2 separate regions of the Anser cygnoides genome follow, and region 1 is linked to region 2. Evidence: chromatin contacts called from public Hi-C data. All regions are on one chromosome and are shown on one strand. Each heading gives the region's core, a stretch centred on a gene start, on an enhancer-like site or on the middle of the called end of the contact. The rest is flanking DNA. Distances are from core to core; before and after follow the strand shown. Region 1 overlaps GATD1 (glutamine amidotransferase class 1 domain containing 1). Region 2 holds the start of EPS8L2 (EPS8 signaling adaptor L2).

The links. A called contact is a pair of places that touch in the nucleus more often than the background predicts.
Region 1: a contact with region 2 is called in a Hi-C map of liver, with 2.8 times the contacts expected there. The contact joins the enhancer-like site here to the promoter of EPS8L2 in region 2. A contact is called at or near these places in 2 of 7 Hi-C or Micro-C datasets (both in liver).

What each region holds. Positions count from the first base shown.
Region 1 is chr5:35,985,737-35,992,012 of Taihu_goose_T2T_genome, forward strand. It overlaps GATD1 (glutamine amidotransferase class 1 domain containing 1), which reads right to left. Exons shown (of 8, transcript XM_048065163.2): 7 at 4,886-4,997; 8 at 3,744-4,442. The coding sequence ends at 4,439. Among named protein-coding and RNA genes, the nearest start is that of GATD1, 8.2 kb to the right of the region's middle. Within about 2 kb of position 2,300, at least 1 of the 3 cell types and tissues checked has open chromatin away from gene starts, as enhancers often do. A contact at or near this core is called in liver, where this site is marked.
Region 2 is chr5:35,896,782-35,902,981 of Taihu_goose_T2T_genome, forward strand. It overlaps EPS8L2 (EPS8 signaling adaptor L2), which reads left to right and starts at 2,139. Exons shown (of 21, transcript XM_013198373.3): 1 at 2,139-2,443.

The DNA of each region.
Region 1 (6,276 bases), core at 1,050-3,549, 89 kb after region 2:
CTCTATTTCTCAGCACAGAGTGCCGCAGACACCTGAGTTAATAGTCTGCTGAGAAGCATGTACCCTCTTTGAGAGGATTGAAGTGATTTACCCATGGTGTCACACGACAAACAGTGAGCAGTCTGGGTAAAAGACTTTCAAAGCCTCGGTCTGGTCCTTTATCCCTGAGATTGATCGTGCCTCAACAGCCCACAAGGGTAGGGGAGATTTATGGTTCAAGAAGAGCTCCTCCCTCCCTAGGTAGAATAGTCCTCTAATCCGAACTGTCAGCATTCAAGGATGAATTATTACACTATTGCTTCCTCCCCTGTGCTTTCCTCCAGTATAATAATTCTTTTTTCATCTTCACCAACAAAATAGCCAGCCACTGCAATGAACCTTTACCTAGAGCATTCAAGAAATCCCCGTGACCTGCAAATACAGATGGGAAGACAGCAGCAATTATTGCCCTGTTGTAGGCCTAACAAATAAAGGCTTTGGCAGTTTAAGGTTTGGCCTTAAGTTCAGCAAACAGACAGCAGAAGGGATGAGGTGGCTGCAGGAAGACACCTCCATTAATACAGTGCCAATGACCAGCTGCTGATCAGCACCTCAGCCAAGCCACTTGGTGGTATGGCCCTGCCAAGTGGTGGGCACCAAGGGTGCTGCTGCTGTTCCCTCCATCACACAGAAAGGGGAAGAGCAATTCACCTACAGGTCATAGTCAGATGCAGCCTTGCCTCATAAGGGTCCAAGACATCATGAAACACCCTGTTGGCCTTTCAACAGCCCACAGTAGTGTTCGGGGAAAAGGGAGTTATTAATATTACCCCTTTCTGAGCCACAAACTGCAGGATCATTCAAAGAGTGAAGACCTGAAAGCATCAGTTTGACTGAGCTTCCTGCTTGTTCTTCAGAAGCAGCAAGTGATCATTGCCTTCGCTAGGCAGCACAAAGCCAGAGCTAAGCACCTCTCCAGGAACCTTATCTCTGCACACCAGATGTAGTCCTCAGTTTGTGCTGTTAGTTGTTGCCCAAATCTATGCAAACACAAGATGAGGGACTAACTGCAGGATTCGCTCCAGCCAGAGACTGCAGGCTGTCTGCTGTCACTTCTCTTTTCATCTGTTTGTATTTCAAGGCAGACAAAGAAGTCATTTTAGAAGACTCCAACGAAAAGTTGTACAGTTCCTGTCTCTTCTCCACCACCGAGGTACCTTCCTTGTTACATTGTTTTCCTCCCCCTGCATCTGCTGTCTTCAGCAATCACTTACTCTGACCTTGGGAGACCTTTCAGAACTATGGATACAGCAGACCAGACAGGAAAGCTGCTCTCTTCGCCATGAAAAAAAACAGTTCTTACATTTGCAGAACACAGTTAATATGAATCTGAAGCAAGAAGTATGCTACAATCCTCCAAACCAGACATGCTGTTGCTTTTGTGGCCTGTACTTTAACCCCACTGCTTTTAAGCATCTTCAAAATAAGCAGACGTTACAAAAATGTACTGGAAACTTCCAGAATGAAGAACTAAATGAAAACACATCATGAAAAGTCACCAACTCTCTATGTATCTTCTTGATGAAGTAGATTATGAGTGCATTTAGTTGTTTGCACGTGGCACAAAAGTCAAATGATAGTAAGCAATAATTACGGATACTGCCTTCACGCTCTAATCCACTAACCCCAGCCCCCAACCCTCCCAAAAAAACATCAGGATAAGACTTTGCTGAATGCCTCTAGCATGACATTAAACAGCTACACATTTTCTACTTCAATTCTATCTTTCCCCCAGCTTTAGAAAAAAAAAAAAAAAAGCTCAGTTGGAAGGGACCTACAAAGATCATCCATGCCAACTGCCTGACCTCTTCAGGGCTACCCAAAACTTAAAGCATATTATTGAGGGCATCATCCAAAAACCTCTTGAACGCTTACAGGAATTACGCCTCTCTAGGAAGCCTGTTCCAGTGTTTGACCACTCTCATGGCAAAGAAATTTTGCTTCATATTCATCCTGACCAGCAGCTCCCTGTCCACCTCCACTCCTCAGAGAACTGCAGAGAGCAATGAGGTCTCCTCTGAGCCTCCTTTTATGCAGACTAGAGGACCCAAATGTCCTCAGAGGTCATGCCTTCTGACCCTATTACCAGCTTTGTTGCCCTCCTCTGCACGCTTTCAAGGACCTTAACATCTTTTTTAGATTGTGGAGCCCAGAAGCACACACACTGTTTATGGTGAGGCCATGCCACTGTTAAACACAGCAAAAAAAAATAATCTTTTTTCCCAATCCTTGGCTAAAATTGGTCACATGATTTATGTTCTCATACAATCATTGCTGCTAGTTGTTCACCATTTCTCAATGAAATCTCTGAAGATGACTATGCTATCCCACCACCCACATGACAGGGGTGTTTTAACAAAATCATTCTGTTTTACTAGAAGCTGAGCCACATCCACACAGCCAGGATCCTTCCTTCCTCACCATCCCCCACTAGAAAACTGTAGGCACAGAAGTACACACATCCCCTCTCCAGCCACTTTCTGCTGGATTGCATTGGGTCATGCAATTCTTCCTCTTTTCCAGAAGTAGCTTCAACACTAGCGACCGTTTAGATTGAAGAGTTGCACATGTGAAAGAATGAAAATAGACACCAACTCTTCCATGTTCTCGCAGGGCAAGAAGGAAGCATTGCAAAAATCTAAAGGGAATGTACTTTGTACTTTAGTGTACTTCCTGATATTGGCACAAACAAGGCAATTTCAACAGGTCCTGGCTGCTAGGAAAGAACATACAATGGAATTGATCAGAGCCTGCAGTGGCCTGAACACTGCTTCTTCACCTGGCAGCTTCTTGATGAGACTGGACAGAAATTTTCTTAAGAAAACAGGACACAGGGTAGTCACCAGTATTCCATTTTTACAGGTAAGCAATGAAAGGTGTAATGATTTTGGCAAAGGTGCATGGAAGCAGTCTGAAAGGTACCAGAGACATGTAGCTTCTCAGATTCTCCTGGAAAGATTTTACTTTGCAGCTGCAGTCATGGGCTAGATGCAGAGGAGCAAAGCTCTCATCTTAGGAGCCATGGAAGTTGCACGTACCTCCTCTAGGATCCTGAAAACCTGACTCCAGCCCCTGTTAAGTTCCCTACACAGAAGCTCAGGCAATCTATGGTGGGGAGCTTCACTTTTATTTAAATAAAATAGCTGGGGATAAGGTCTCCTGGCTGTAGCTTTGCAACGTTCAACACAAAATTACCTTAACTCCAAATACTTCTGCAATACAAATACAAAAAAAGTCTTCCACATCATTTCACCAGAGAGCCCACTGGAAATCCAGATGGAAATTATGTCCTGGCAGTGACAGAGGTTAAATCCCTGAGAAGGCTTGTCAGAAACAAAGACTTAAGCTACCAGATCTACAAATATTCTTATGCATATTCCTTTCCACGCTTAACTTCAAGTTACACCTGCTGCTCAGAAAGAAAAAACCAGGTTTGATCTGTTTGTTGCTCACAAGATGTGACCCATATTATCTACTACACTTTTTCCTTTGTCCATAAAATTCCAGCAACAACTGCAATGTACTTGCCTGAGAGAAAAATTTCAACCACTGAAAAGAACAAAAATGTAACACACCACAAAGCAGAACAGCTAACAGAAGACCATTTAAAAAATCAGCTGAGCTGACATTTTAAACCCATTAATGTGAACATACAAGGCAACAAAACAAGGACATGTTATGCCAACAGTAGCACTACAGCAAAGTGTCTTCAAACAAATGACTCTGCTTTATTCAGTTTAGCTATACATTTTGCATTCCATTCTAAGGATACATGAACATCACAGATATTTAAAGTTCGGACAGTAACTTTGTGACCTACCAACAGAAAGGTAAGAACACATGAAATTACATTTCACTGAAGCACTAGATGTAGACTTTTATATTTGAACCACAAATGCCAGATGATTCCCTAATGTCCAAGTGCTCTTTGGGGGTAGAATTACTAATTATCAGTATAATGCCAGCCTCGAGCAGGGTCTTCAGCTTCACCAAATCATACTCATGGCCATGGATTTTTTTTTTAAAAGATAGTTTCCCACAACTTTAAGTTAAGGGTCTAGAGAGAAGCAATAAAAAAAATGTAGTAACACAAATGCAAGGTGGTTTCATAATTGCTTCTGAAGTGTGATGCACTTCCAAGTTTTCTTATTCACAACCTTCATCCATTCAGTGTCTGCAAAACCTGACATTGCCACTTCAATGTCAGTCACTTCATAGTCCAGGATAGAAATTTAAAGACATGTTTTATCCAGTTAACAGGCAAGACAATCCTTAGCCTGCTGGCTCTTCATCCATTCTGTTTGCAAAGAGACCTGCTCTTTCATTTCTTGCTGAATAAAACATCCAAACATGACATGACTTGTTAGTCCACAGCCAGGAAGGGGCTTCTAACACCCTTTCACCTGAAGGAAAGAATATTTTTGTGGTTATTAAAAGTGTTCTGAGAAGATGGAAGAGTCAAACAGCTAAGCTCTTACCAAAGAATAGAAATCTGTTCATTTCCAGGATCCTACAATACAGCTAACTAAATGCTAATTTGCCAAAACATAAAAAAACCAGATGTTTCTCTTAACAGAAATATTTAGCAAAGCCTACTCTGTTTCATGCCACCAGCCTCGACGGATAGCTGTGTACTTCCCAACCCATTTTTAACTCTTTTTAAATACTCAAATGCCTTTTTTTTTTTTTTACCAAAAGACTTATCAGACTGAATAGACAGATCAAGCAAAGACAACATGCACTTCAGCAGCGAGAGGAAAAAGAATTGTCTGGGGGACAAGATTCCTGAAAGCAAAGGATGCTTTGACACTACCGGGTCGTGTTCTCATTTCCCGTATGGCCTCACCTGACATTGCAAAGCATAAGAAGATTCTGGACCGCTGGAAGAGTGGAATTCTCATTCTGTCCTGTCACAAGGTGCCTGTCCAGCACAACATGTACAGCATCTGGCTTGCTGGCTACATACAAGAGGAGAAAAACAACAAGCATTATGTTAGTGGACACTACTTCAGTTTCAGTATTTCATCTCATAGAACTCTAATGCACAAGACCAGGATTTCCTGGGTGACAGATGTCTGAACTATAACCCCAACAAAGTCAACCTCAAGCCCCCAGTCCTGAATTTCAGAGGACTTTCTAGTGGTAAGACAGCAACACTGGTCCCTTAATTCAATTAACACCAGATGGGTAAATAGCATATATCAAGAGATTTTCCTAACACAAGCCTTAGAGAAAACTTTAAGTTCTAATTGCCTTGTATAAACTCTTCTTATGCAAGACATCAAAGCTGTAATCATGATGCTACAGAGAACCTTCAGGAAAACACTTTATGGTCAATTATAATTCTGATGTGTTAATTGTTCAGTACTCCAAGTAGTACTTTTAGGTTACTTCATTCCAGACAGAACCCTTATTTTGTCAGTAATAACCAATTCACTTTCTCCTCCGCCCCCCCAGCCTCTTACTGACCTAAGTACAGCAAAGTGCCTTCAAACCACACATGCTTCTTCTTCTGCTTAATTTGTCAACGCCTCTTCAGCCAAACACACAACATAACATGTACCACTGAAACACCAACTTTTAAACTGGCAGTACTGAACCAGTTATGCAGAAAGAGGTAGCAGCAGCTCATTCAAAAAGCATAAAGATGCCATTTAAGCACACACAGTCTGATGGCAGCACGGACAGAAGAGGATTAAGCAAAGAGTACACAGCACTTTGATAAGTGTGGCATTTCTTTTTTCTTGTCAGTGGAAAAATAGATATGCAGCATTAGGATCCCGGTTCTGTTTCCCACCTACACCACATATGTAATATCTAATCTAGCCACTTCAAATTGTATCAGTTCAATGGCTGGCATTATTCTGTTAAATAAAGGCTGACTTAAATACCATAGACATCTCATTAACTTTAAGTGCAGACTCAAAAAAACTAGCAAAATAGGGGACTAAACAGCTGCAAACCAAATAATGGTTGTAAATGCTGTAAATGGTTCTGTTCTTTAATTCTCCCCATAGCTCTTCGGTACTGAAAGAGAGCAGCTTGTAAAGGGAAATTACATGTTTCCCTGCACATCCAGAAATACTCCAGAGAAAGAAGTGACATGTTTAAATGGATCTTTCCTCTCACACAGTACAGAGCTTTGTGTTTTGCAGTTTGAAAGGCAAACTTCTACATTTTTACTACTAATAAAATTACTAGTAATGAAAAAAACCTACAAAACCAGATTCACCATCA
Region 2 (6,200 bases), core at 889-3,388:
CAGCATCAGATCACATTTCCCCGCAGCGGAAGAGGTCATTCTCCTGCCAAAACCGAGCTGCTGATAATCTAAGCTGTCCTTTGGGGAGCTGGCTCTCCCCCTGCCCGTCCGGCTCACCCAGCAGCATTCCTCCCACGATAACTCACCAGGGGCGTTTCTGCCGCATGGCTTCGGCCGTGGGCCAGGCAGAGAGCTGAGCACGAGCCCCCGTGGTGCAGCTGGCACTGAGGAAACCACCACGACGGGGAGCTTGACAGGCACCGTGTTGAGGAGGCCGGGCTTCCTCCAGGCTCGCGTCTCGTGGTGGAAGCGTCTTTGTATTTCTCTGATCTCTGCTGGAGTTGCAGCTTCCTAGGGCCGGTGGCGGGTGGCGTCTATCATCCATGTGCCATGGGCTCATCACACACTGGAGGGCTGAGGGGGGTGTCTGTGATGCACGTCCACTTTAATAAAATCTTTTAATAAGCTCCATTTTTTCAAGATCCGCCAACCAGATGGATCACACACTACCACTGCCGTAACACCCATGAACTCAGCTGGTATTTTCCAGCTTAACGATCCTCAGCCCATGAGCTAATCCCATCAATTTAAAAAATGTTTAAAAACTAAGTCTTAAGACAGACGAAACTAGGCACTTTTTGAAAGAAATAATCTGCCCACACGAGAGACTGTTTCCCAGAGAGCAGCGTCCCTCCGAGCCCCAAACCACACACTCAGCAGCACAGAGCTTGCAGTAGGGCAGACCCCAGAGCACAACCCAAACATCCTCAATGTATTCTGGCAACAGAAGCCTTACCATCCTTTGAAATTTCCATCTGGTTTTTGGCGAGCAAGAGAGGAGCAGCAAGGGAAAATGAGAGGAGACTGAGGTTTGTTTTCTAAAGAAACCCTTTCAGAGAGCATGAGGGTAATGCATAGGGATGGCGAGAGCACTCGCCACAATGCAAGGAGCGATGCTCAAGTCCTACCTTGGTTCCTTACTGCCAGAAGCTGCTTTTGCTTTCAGAGTGTCTCTCCTGGTACCAGGTGAAAAGGGGCAATGCTCTGGCTCCTGCTGGTACAGACGATCTGGCTTGTACAGCCGCAGGGGAGTTCCGACACAGCACTGCAATAGTATGGGAATGCTCTGCACAATGGCCAAAATGGTCTTTTAGAGCTCATCCCCGCCAGAGCGCGTGGGCACACGTGTGTGAATAAAGGCAGGGTCCTGCCCGCAGCAGTCAACGGAGCAGAGCCCGCAACGAGCACCTCCAGCCGAGGAGCAATTCCTGCTCGGGTGGCACGGTGCCGCTACCAAAGCCTTGCCTGGTGCCAAAGGCCAGCAAGCCCTCAGCTCCCCCCTGTGCCACAGCAATTGCTCGTCTCAGTCCTCCCAAAGGTGGTTTAAGTAACCACAGCCCCCTTCCTGCCGTAACCCTCTGCCAAAGCTGCGTTTTGCCTCTGCCCAGTGCCAGGGGCTGAAACGTGGGGCAGAGACGTGGGGCAGAGCCCTGCTACCTCCCACCAGCTGAGGAGTTGGGGCAAGAAGAGGGGATTTATGGCCGTGCCACCCTGAGGGGCGCAGAGCTGTGCCATGCAGTACCCTGGTGGGGGCTCCTCTCCTCATCCCCCCACTGGTTTGGGGACGTGGGGTGAGAACTTTCTGCCCTCTTTGTCCACCTCGCGGCATCTTTCCCCGCTGCAGATGTCAGGGCAGAGGGAGCAGGCGAGAGCAAAACCGGAGGAAAACAACCAGCGGAGCTGCAGAGAAGGGCGCCAGGTTGCACAAAAGGTGCCTTGTTCCCCCCGCGAGGCGCTCAGGGCAGCGCGTCCCCTCCCTCGCTGCCTACGGAAAACCCAGCTGAAAACACTCCTTCATCACCCACCCCCCCCCCCCACTGCCTTCTACCTCCCGCTTGGGCACGAAATGTTCTCGGGCGGAAGAAACCTGAAGTTTTACACGTCCCCCTCGGGCAGCGCACGGCTCGGCTCTGGCTCCCCTTGGGCCAGGAGCGGGCGAAGGCCCCAGGTGCCCCCGCACCTCACGGGGATGCAGCCGCTGCGCCGGGGCCACCGGCTCCTGGTTATACAGTAACCTGTTGCTCCGGGTCCAGCTCCACCTCTCGCTGCCTCCACATCCCTCCCCTCCTCTCTCCTCTGCCAAGAAACCTCTGTCACCTGCTCTCAGACAACTGGGGCGAGTGGCACGGGGACGAAAGGGCAGAGCGAAGCCGGAGGCAGCGGGACCCCCGGGCTGGGGCACTGGGTGGGCTCTGCCTTGCTCTCCCCACCATCCTCTCGGCCGGGGCACTCGGCTCACGGACAGAGCACATCGCAGGGAGGCACAGGGAGCCGGGCTGCCGGAGAATGGCAGCAGGATTTCACTAGGAGGGCACGGCTAAGTGGGACAGGACATACAGGAGCCAAGGAGACTGCAGGAGACACCAGAGGCTTCTCGGCACCGGTGAGTCTCTCCTTTCAAACCCTAAAACTTTACATCCCCCCCCCCCCAATCCCCCAGTTTATCTGCTTCAAAAGTTTGGCTGATTCAGCCTCGGAGGGGGCGTGATCAGAGGGGGCTGTGGCTGGGATAACTGTAAATGTATAGTTTTATATCCTTTTTTTTAAATGTGAAAAAAAAAGTTATTTTTCTAGCATTATTTTTTTCTGGGTTTGTTTCCCGTTCTTGCACGTCCCCGGCAGGCCAGATCCAGTAGGTGGCACTTTCTTGGCAGCAAAATGTCCGTCCTGCACAGAACAGGATCTTTTTTTCGTTTCTAATGAAGCTCGGAGACAGTAGCTTTGAGCAGCTGTTTGTTTGCAAACCTTGGGGTTTCCTCCTTTTGGGATGTGCGTGGAGAGAATTTTTGCCGCTACCCACCGGGCTCCTCTGCGGGCTGCTGCTTTCGATGAGCTCTCCCTGCCCGTGACCTTGGCAGGATTCATTACCCTATTTCAGAATCAGGGGAAGGCTCGCTCTGAGCCACCCCATCCCCTCGCGTGACAGCTCGGGCTACCTGTGAGCTTTCATTCCTATTCCTGAGTCTGAGAGCTGCTCTCCTTCCCCTTTCACTTATTTGCCTGGAAAATGCCAGTGCAAACTCCACTGAGGACAAGGTTCAGGGACAAATGATTTGACTGACGTTATTTTTAAATATGAAGAATAACTCTGAGACAACACAGTAGTAAAATACAGTGATTGCCCTGCCACAATTAGGGCAGTGGAGGGGGTAACGCTTCTGGTGCTGGGCTGCTCTGAAACGCCGCATGAAGCGAGTGCTGTAACCGGGAGTAGATCTGTTGGTGGTCGTGTGGCCAAGAGCTACAGCACCGAGCTGCTTCTGTGGGCTCTGTCCCGAAAAAGGACTTTTTCTGGGTTAAAGTAATGACAGAGAGAGGCTCAGCCCCCCGCAGATGCACAGCAGCCGAAGGGGAGACCCACGCGGGGTTTTACCTGAGACTGTCGCATGCAGCGGGGCTCCTGGCTCTGTTTAGTCAAGTGACTGATTTTTGGGTTGACAAGGGAGAAAAATTAGTCATTAACACACATAAAGGGCAGAGGGATCATGGAGCCCTTTAAAACACAGCTGTGAAGAGGGAGTTGGGATCCACTGTGGGAACGTGTCTGTAAAGTGGCAAAGGTCATTGCTTCGCCCTATTAAAAACAAGGTTAAAAACTGGTGTTTGGGATAACACAAACAGATGGATTAACCCCCGGGCCTGCTGTTGGGCCTGGGTTGTATCTGCTCTTGGTTTCTGCTCCTGAAGTGTTAGGAAGCAAGGCTGGTCGGGGACCTCTTGCTCTCTTGGCTGGATCCCAGCCCTGCAGCACGCACAGGAATCTGCAGCCGGTCCGGCGCAGGATCCGCTGCGCTCTGCGGGGCAGGATGGGTTTGTCATGTAAGGAAAAAAGTTACAGGGGCTGGGTCTGTTTCTGGGCACCTGAAAAGAAGTTGAGCACCAGAGTCATTGATCAGGAGATTGGTAAAGACCCACGGAAGGGAACAGCTGTGAAAGAGCGCTGCTGCTGTGCGTGCACACATGCGTACTCCCCCCTTTGCTCAGTGTGATAAAGCAGTTTGCCAAGCTCGTGGACCTCAGCTTTCTGCCACTGTGCCTGTCACCTCCCAACAGCAGAGTGGGCAAACTCACCAGGACAGAGGTGAGCAGCCTGAAGGGGGAAATATCTCCTGGGCCATGGGCTCTGTATCAGGGGCAGAGAGCCTCTCTCCTTTGGTGCCCGCTTCTGTTGACTGCAAACAACTCACCATCAGCTGGAGTGACAAAGCCTGGCCCCGAGCCCAGCCATGTAGGTCCTCCAGGTTGTTGCTGCTGGGGCTCCATCCGACCAACTCCTCGTCTGCATGGACCGGGTGCTTGCCGAGCCGGATGGCAGCTCGCCCGCATGCATGCAGGTGCTTCGTGGAGAAGGCGCCGTCTGCGGTAGCATTAGCAGCAGCCACCATTTTGTAGGGTTGTCCTGCTGGGGCTGCCTGGCTTCAGGCAAGGGCATGAAGAGGCAGGGAGGGGTTGCACAGGAGGAACCCACACCAGCTAGCATCACTCCGGAGGAGTAACTGGGCTGTTCGTCCCAGCGAGGAGCCCCCGCTGAGATGGATGGCCTCAGGGCCAAGTCTGCAGATGTGTGCTGGCATCTGACCCTCCACCAGATAGCTTTGAATGTGCTGGAAAACAGAGAGCTTTTCGTAGGGCCACAGGGAATTCAGGCTGGAAGCATAACTTCATAGGGACAGCGATTCAGAAGAGACCCTAATGCGCTGAAGGACTTGGGAGGTTTCAGTCCTTCTGGTAGACAAAGAAAGGAGTGAAACAGGAAATATACGCATTGGCTTGTGTGGGCTTGAGAAACATCCATATAAATAAGTCTGGGTGCAAAGCCTGAGCGCGTGGGGGGAGCCTCGGAGTATTATTCCCCGAGGGCTGGGTCCTGGGGCGCTGCTTTGGAGCCATCTCCACCACACTCTCTTGCTTTCTCTCTCTTCCATGCCATGGTCTCGCTCTGCGTGCTGTCAGGGCAGGTTTGTGGTTTTGACGAGGACTCAGCCATCTTCTCCTTGTGCGGGGCTGATGTCTGGCCTCGTGTCTGTCTTACAAAACGGCAGTCAGCAGGTGTCTTTGCATGGCAATTAGCCTATGAGTTTGATGTCATTGGCAATAAAATTCATCACCTTCTAAAAATACTCGAGCCTCACCGGCCTTCCCTAGCGTGTCCCAGGCAGTGCACTGACTTTCTGGAGCAGCAGCGATGGCTTCCCGCGCTGCAATAAAGCCAGGCAGCAGGGTGTCTTGCGGTGAGCAGCAACGCGCACGCAGTACCGGGAAGGCCTGGCAGCGCTTGACTTTTCCAGCATGGCCTCCTGAACCACCCTGCTTTGGCCAAGGTTCAGCAGGTGCCCAGAAAAAAATACCTACCTGCCTACCCAGGAGGTATTCCAGCCTCCCACTCGAAGGGAGGGGAAGGGTGGTAGCTTCCAGAAATGTTGCCAAGAGGGACTCGAAGGGAGTGCCATGATCACGGAGAGACGATCCCATGCACTGCTGTCATTGAGCTGCTCCTGCGTGGACGGGGCCACTTCTGCACAACTGGGAGAGCTTTTCCTCTCCCAGGGAAGTGGGAGGTTTCCTTTTGACCTGGCTGGGGATGGCACTGCCTGCAAACTTGAAATACACGGTGCCACAGGAGGTTAACCAAAAAAGCTCTGGTGTTTTTATTTCCTGGTAGTTCAGATAAATCAGGAAGAATCACAATTAGGAAGGGTGTGTAGCTGGGAGCTGGACCAGTCTGGAGACCTTCCCCATTCATCTGCACTGCAGTTCCCCAGGAGAGCCCAGCCCGTGTTCCCATTCCCTGAATGCTCCCAAGGGTTTTATTGCGATGTGCTCACCACCACCGAGGTCCCACCAAGGAAGCAGACCAAAAGCTTCCCCAAAAGCTTGCCTTCTGGACAGTGGGCACACATGCTACCTTCCTCCACTGACCCTGTGTTCGTTCTGGGCTTGTTGTCACGAGGAAGGAGTCTGTGTCCCGTGGGCTCCCATAGCAAGGAGGGGCTGTGCTGGGGCTGTTCCCAGTTGTGGTGGTGGGACGGGGATAGGAAGAGGGAGCCAAAGGGGGGACTCACAAGAAGGGGGCAGCTGATGGGATCTGGCAGCAGCTCTGGCTGCTATGATGGGCAGGCGTGGCACAAATGAGCCCTCGT